2 separate regions of the Cricetulus griseus genome follow, and region 1 is linked to region 2. The links are chromatin contacts, called in public Hi-C maps. All regions are on one chromosome and are shown on one strand. Each heading gives the region's core, a stretch centred on a gene start, on an enhancer-like site or on the middle of the called end of the contact. The rest is flanking DNA. Distances are from core to core; before and after follow the strand shown. Region 1 overlaps Pde4b (cAMP-specific 3',5'-cyclic phosphodiesterase 4B). Region 2 overlaps Pde4b (cAMP-specific 3',5'-cyclic phosphodiesterase 4B).

What was found. Hi-C and Micro-C count contacts between places; a contact is called where the count stands out from the background.
Region 1: a Hi-C map of liver shows a contact between it and region 2, with 4 times the contacts expected there. The contact joins two enhancer-like sites. A contact is called at or near these places in 2 of 8 Hi-C or Micro-C datasets (the CHK-Q cell line and liver).

What each region holds. Positions count from the first base shown.
Region 1 is chr2:47,224,599-47,228,487 of CriGri-PICRH-1.0, forward strand. It overlaps Pde4b (cAMP-specific 3',5'-cyclic phosphodiesterase 4B), which reads right to left. Exons shown (of 17, transcript XM_035439769.1): 5 at 359-395; 6 at 192-262. Among named protein-coding and RNA genes, the nearest start is that of Pde4b, 220 kb to the right of the region's middle. Within about 2 kb of position 2,468, at least 1 of the 6 cell types and tissues checked has open chromatin away from gene starts, as enhancers often do.
Region 2 is chr2:47,131,084-47,134,567 of CriGri-PICRH-1.0, forward strand. All of the region lies in intron 8 of Pde4b (cAMP-specific 3',5'-cyclic phosphodiesterase 4B), which reads right to left. Among named protein-coding and RNA genes, the nearest start is that of Sgip1, 150 kb to the left of the region's middle. Within about 2 kb of position 1,453, at least 1 of the 6 cell types and tissues checked has open chromatin away from gene starts, as enhancers often do.

The DNA.
Region 1 (3,889 bases), core at 1,218-3,717, 95 kb after region 2:
ATTCTATGACCCTCTGAGGCTATGTAAGTCTTTGAAACGCAAGTGAAATTCGTGACTCTTAGACTTCATATTTTCAAACGTCCTGTGTATTGAGACTTCTTAGTGTGTAGGGCTGATTTCTAGGCAATGCTTGTGTTCAGTGTTCTTCAGTGTTTCGGGCTTCTGTGGGAGGGAACTGTAATGCTACTTACTTGTTGGGAGCTCCTTGGAGGTTTGTCAGTAAGGTGAAGTTGTTTCTTACACTTCGCAAGCTGGCAAGTACCTGCAAGGAGAACGTTTCAAAACTGGTTAGGGTCAATGGACTACATTTAAGAACCACACCAGACACAGAGTGGGGATGAGCATGCTATGTACATACCTGGGCAAATGGAGTGACGATCAGGTCATCGCCGTGCCTGGTGAAAAGAGAAAAAGAAGCAGAACAGATGAATTTCAACTGTGACAAAAAAGTGACATTAAAGTTCGTCAGTATCAGCAACTCAACTGTCCCAGTAACCCTTCTGAGTGCAGAAATGACAGGAGAAAAAGTAGCACCCAGTTCATGATTCCCACCTTACAGTGATTCCAGCTAAAAGCTTTGGCAATAAGCATAGGACCTCAGGGCATGTAGTTCCACTAAATGACAGGCCCAGAGCCCTATAATTCAAAGTGACTTTTGGATTTGAGTTGCCAGAGCCAGGAAACTCTAAGGGAGGGCTGCCCGTAGGCACACTATGCATTGGAAAAAATGGTATAACAGTCTGGATAAAGGGTAACACTGGATTTCCTGGCTTTTGTTGATTTGAACCACAGCTTTAATACCATTTAAACACAGATTTCTGTCTGGGAATCCCATTACTTTTTGTTTTTAATATACTCCTTTTTTTTTCCCTCTCAAAGTACCCAAGGAAAAAAATTTAATGGGAATGTGCAGACTGAGCCTACTAAAGCTATAGCAGTGACATTCATTTGGTCCCAGACCTAATTATGCTCTGCCTCCTGTTTTACCAGTCTGTGCTTGGGACCATGGAAAACCGTGTTTGCAGCAATGTACTTTCCATGCTTTGGCATCTGCTTTCGTAATCTGCTAACAACTGCCTTCAGCAAGCTCTCCGCTGCAGATTTGAGAAGCCGCATTGACCACCATCACAAAATTAGGTTAATTTGCTGGCACCCTATGAATCAGCAACACGGAAGCTGATGGCAATGAGCTCCCATCCCTGTCTGGCCTGTGTCCTTCATTGCCACAATAAATGTGGTGCTTTATCCATAAAGGGTACTCCATAATAATTAAGCACCTGCCTGGTACCGAGCACCATGTGAAGTCAGGTTTCAGAGCTGCAGAGCACATGCATCCGTATCTACTCCCCTCTGATGCAGCCTTCAGCAGGGTACCTTGTTAATGTACCTTCTCTTTAGCTAGGAAGTCTCTGGAATTTCTTGTAGGCCCAGTTTGGACATTGAGAAGAAAAATAAAACAAACTGACAAGTAGTAAGCCACTATGTGTGATTGGCCCTTGTGCAATATCGGCATTGCAGTTGTGAAGCAAGTACATGGCTGGTAAGTGGAATATCCCAGCTTCTCTTGGCTTCCCCAACTCAATGCTTTAAACACTATAGTTCTTATTTTACAATATTTGCTACACCGTTGACAAATCAAATTATGCAGAAACCACCATCTCTCAAGTCAAAACATAAGAGAAATCAAAAATACTTTAAAAGTTGCAATCTACATATAAACACAGAAAGAGAAACACAAATAATAGATACTGAATGGGATCCAAAAGAGAAATTTACTATAAGTTAGTGGAAGTAAGGAGGGCTTGGCCGAGTCGGTAGTGTTTGAGATGGACTTTTAGGGATATAGTCTGTTAGAAGGCAGAGGTGATAGCTGACACCTGTGAGAGAAATGGTAATAGCAGAAGTTCCAAAATGGAAAAATGGCGAGTATGCTCATTGGTTAGAGCATATTAATTATGGCAGATGCAGAGAGTAAGGTTAGAAGGTCCCACGCACCCGAGCTATGGGGCACATGGCCTGTGATGTTGAGGATTCACTCAACAGGAACAGGAGAGGGTTTTCAGTGATGTGGGAGGTGATATAGACAGACTGGTAAAGGGTTAAAAAAGCAAGTTGCTGCGGATGCTGAGGGATGGAATGGCAGGGAGAGCCCAGGAGTGGCGAGAGGGTTCCTGGCAATGAGAAAGAGTAGATGCATCCAAGAGCAGGAAACGACTGGGATCCTGTCAGAATTCAGCAGTTACTTGCATAAGGAAATCGTATTTTCACTAGAAAAACAAACAGAAAAAAAAACGAGCATCTGAGAAAAGAGTCATGAGTAGAAACAAGAAATGTGCAGAGGAGTTGGGAGTTTTCATGGTACCCATGGAACTTCAGGGTAGAGTGGAGTTCAAGGTGCTCAGAGACACCCAGGTGGCGCTGTGGACTAGGGAAGTGGTGTGAACAGGGGATTGAAACTGCAGAGTTAGGCAGTAAGAATAGTGACAAGCAGTGGTTGGGGATAGCTTCGCTCACAGCGTCAAATGTAGTTAAGCAGCCAAAGGAGGAGCGCAGGGCTTTCAGAAAGGCTCTAAAAGGAGAGTCAGAAACGGTTGTTACAAATGGCATGTGGTGACTTGCACCCCAACTGCCTGTGTTTTCATGTGGCAAATGTCCAGATGGGTGAAAGATCTTGCAGTCTGCTCCAATTTTTGAGATGAAACCAGCATGGTTCATAACATGCAAGGGTGAGCTGAAGCACAGGGAAATTGGTTTGATGTCAACCAGATCTTCTGTGGCTCCTGGATTTCTGGAGTTGAAATATTTGATGGAAATCAAACCGTTTAGGAAGACAGACACACCACCACACATAGAGCTGGGGGTCAAATCATACTGTGAGATTCAGACATACCACCCCACACAGAGTTGATGTTGGACAAGTGATCTGGAGAGGGAGTAAAGCTATATAAACTAACGATTCAAGAGAGGAAGGCCACCATAGCACAATGTCAACATGGCTCGCTCAGGGGACTTTTGAGGTTGGGACAGCAGGATATTCAGAAACAGGAGTGGATTGGTGGGTTGCCTGCACTGGCTCCCTAAGAGCATTTGAGCAACTAACTTAATGCTATAGGTCTTATAATAGCTGCTAGAGAATGAACAGATTCAGAACAAGAATTGGGAAAGAAACCAAATAAAATGAAACAAAACCTTTGCATATTACAGAACTATTTCAAAATCTATGCTATTTTACAAATTAAGAATAACCTGAAATTTCAGTAGCAAAATATTTGACTATATTGAAACTGATTTATTTATTTAATTCCCCAGGTCATTAGAGAAAGGCAGTGTGCCCTCTCTGGAATAGGGTTAAATATTGAGAACTGTTACACAAGCGCCCTCTAGTGACAGAATCAAAACATTACACTTTTAAAGTCCAACCTGAGCCTGAAGCTCAGAACAGCTTCTTGCAATTGGGTCTTGGAATTGAGTGTGTAGGTCAGATCTTAACCATGATACAGCAAAATTGCTGCTTCTCACCACTAGACTGTGAGTTTTGTTAATTTACTTTGTGTTTATTTTTCACTATATGTGGAATTGTCTTGTGTTGGGCTGGTAGCTGATTTCAGCCTGTCTTCTACAGATTAGAACTGTGGTCACTGGGAACACACATCCTGTCCCTAGCCATCATTGTCATGTTTCTCAGATACTTTATTATCAGCTGTGAGAGTTAAGCAAGCCATGTCTCGGCTTGCAAATGGGAGAAAGGAGGGATCTTTCTTGGCAGATAAAAGCCTCCATTTATTTAGTCATGGGCATCGGTAGTGGGTCTTTATTATGTAAGTAGGGTGTTGTCTGTCTATCTTCCAGCTGGTAACAACCTCTTTAAGATGTGTATGCCTGTCCCTAC
Region 2 (3,484 bases), core at 203-2,702:
ACGATGCAGCGAAACATGTCCTATTTCATAAGAAGCCCCAGTGATTACATGTATACACAAATTCAATCACTGCTGATGCCTTCTACTGCACAGAAAACCAGACGGATGTAAAAGCATTTGGATTCTACCAAAGACACATAATACAATCAAATCGACCCACCTTAATATAACCCCAAGATACAGATAACAAATAGTTTGCCTCGGGCATTTTGGAGGCTCTTCTTGCCACAATCCACAAATCCCTTCGAAAGAATTCAGTTCTAGGAGAGCAATCCCCAGAGGATCAGAAAACCCCTGCAGATCCAGTGGTTACAGAATCAAAACTTAGAAAAGACAAAGCCTTGCAAATGCGCGGTATTTCCTAATCCACGGCAAACCCATCATCTTCATTCACACTCTGTTCTTGCAAGAAGTCTATGCGCTCCCTGCTTGTTTCCAGGCAGACGAGAGTAATGAAACCAGGAATTGTACGAAGGCGCAAGAGCCGGTCCAAATGTATTCAGCTAGCCGGCTTGAAGCACTGTTTCAGTTATGAACAGTCCTGGTGCCCGGAGGGGTTTCCACCCTAGATTAGTCCAACTCTGCCAGGGAGCAGGGAATCTCTTTCCCCCGGGAGCTGTCTGCCTGGGAAACAGCCATCTTTTAAAAGGGAGAAGATTAAAATGGAGGAAGCCCCATGAATATTTAAGTAAATCTGAGGTCCTACCCTCCCCCGTTCCAGCTAGGTGTTCTTTAACCCCCTCTTCCTCTGCAGACAGCCGTCTGCAAAAGCAGCCTGACAGCTATTCTAATTGCTTCCAAGTGATAGTACATTTGATTAATTGACTCTGAGCATTTTTTTTTAATTGGAAAGGGTTGGAACAGTAGGTGTTTTCTGACTCGGCATCCAGTATACAAGAATTTTTTCTTAACCTGCTTTTGGAACATTATTTGTCCACCACCTGGGGTACTGATGCATTTAGCCTCTTTTCACAGCAGAAAGAATGAGGATGGAATTAATCTATTTGACTCAAAAAGTATTTCATCTGAAATGTGCAATTTTCTGCACTCAGTTCATTAAAATGCTTATTAGATCTTATTCAACAAATGGATTCAATTCACTTAACCTTTCCTTTCCAGGTAGGATTCCCAAGTACATTAGCAAATATGAGATAGCATTTGCTGAATGAACAATGAATTTTTTGGAGTTATGCTTATTTGATATTTTAGTGTTGTTACATCTTACAAGTCATGTTAGAAACATTTCATAGTTAAATTATTTTAGTTTCATTTTAGCAACCCGGGATATGTTGAAAATGTCATTCTTTTCCTGGCTCCCTTCCCAGCCCCTTCTTGTCAGTATTACACTACAGGCAGTGAGATGCCCTACCCAGGCAGGCTCCACTTCTCCCGACTCCCCTACCCCCTAACCCTAGCCTTCCAGGGAGTTCCTGTATTGCATGTTGAAGGATCAGCAAAGCACCATGGCAACAGCCTGAACTTGTAATTGGCTCTTTTTCCTGTGAGGCATTCCCCTTCCAAATGAGCATCCTGTATCTGACAATAGCTTCACTTCAGGCATCTAAGACTCAGGTCAAACCACTGCCTCTCCCAGAGAGCTGCCTTTTGAGTTGAAGCCAGACCAAATCCGAGCCTCTGCCTGTTGGCTCACTGTACCACACACTGTCCTCTGAGACACAACCTCTCTCTTTCTGGGTAACCCTGCTTACGTATGTGTGTGTTTTCACAAGTAACCAGACATCTCTGAGTCAATCATTTCTGCTTTGTAGACTTGACATGTTGAACTTCAATGCAATTTTGAACTACAAGTAAACTGCATAAATTCCAAGTTATTTGTTTTTTTAAGATATAACTCTGTCACAATAACCTCTCACCTTCTAAGCCACGAAACCAGCCCTTACTGGAGACTAGGAGGTTAGGAAAGACAGGTTTATAGACGCTGATAGGTCTACTAGCATTTAGCAAAGAAACATACTTAAACTATAGTAAAAATACCTTACAGAAAAGCTTAGAGACAGATGATTTCTTCTGTAGATTCCACCCCCCCTCCCTGTACAAGACAGCTGAATAGTCAAGCAATTATCCTCATTTTGGTTCCTTTGGTATCTCTGAAACATTTTTAAACATTTTGGAGTCGACTAGACTTATACCACTTCATTAAAGCCATTCTGTCATGTTTCAGCAAACATTAATGGAATACGTGAAATGGTCAGGCAAAGTGGGGAAGGGGTCAAGCAAATGGACAAACAGAAAGTCCTTTTACTCTAGTAGACTGGCCAGACATATTAGGGCAGATTGGCTAGTCCTCAGGTAACAGTCTAAAGAGGGTGAGGAGGGCTCTTTAGTGGTGTGATTGGCTGCAGGTCGAAAAAAAAATCATATACAGCAAGACATTTCTCCCTACGCTCTATGCCCTTGTAGCTTCCCTTTGTCATAGGATCCTGTTGGGATACACGGTCCCATCAGTCTGTGTGGTAGAGGGTGGTGGTTCTCAGCCACGGGGCTGAATAAACTACACACCTTCTGTGTCTTTGCAGAACGGGTCAGTGTATTCATGCAAGTAAACAGAGGAGTACCTTCTCCCTTTTTCCCATACCTAAATGGATTCTCCTATGTTTTTTTTCCCCCCTAAGGGCAGGGCGATACATACCAAAAACAAAGTTTTCCAAAGTCATCCTAAGGTAACCATAAAATACACATCATGAAGTATACAAATGAAGGTCATCCGGGGTCAGAAACCAATCTAGACCTTTATATGTTGCTTAGCAACCACCACTGGTTTTCCTCAGCAAGGGAGGGCCTCACCACACTGACTAAGGCAATCATTGCTTTCATCAAAAAATACTTATGAAGGGCCCACTTGTTTGGGACTTGGAAAGACTAAGAAAGGCAGATGTGGCCTTTTAGAAAGGCAAAGTCTGATTAGTAAGGGTAGGGCTGACCCTGGTGACTGGACCAACCAAGGAATTGCTATGTTGAGGTGACAGCTGACTGGACAGTTGGGGAGTTCAGGCTAGGTAGATTTTTAATGTCTGAATTCCATATGGGAGTTGCTTCTGACAAACAATGGGTCCCCATGACATGGGAATCGAATCTCAACTTTGATTCTCAGTCTTTACAACTGGTCTTGTGACATCACTTCATCTCTCTTCTGTGAAATGAGAGTGACATGTAAGGCTCCAAACCACCTTTCTGCCCTAACCTCTTAAGATTGTGTGACAGGTTCTAGAGCAGCCTCCTACAGCTTGGGCACAGTAATTACTAGCAACTAGCTCCTCTCAGAAAATAAAACTCTTTCTATACTGCTGAAGTTAACTGGGGGAAAAATGGAGATGCTCCTATCTATAACAATAAAGCATGACTAAGGAGAGAGGTATTTGTCGTAACTCAGAGCTCCATAGCCTGAGATTCTTGGAGCCTCCCTGTCGACTTCCCAGTTAGCTATTTCAATATGAAGGTAAAATGGATTCCGGATGAAACCATG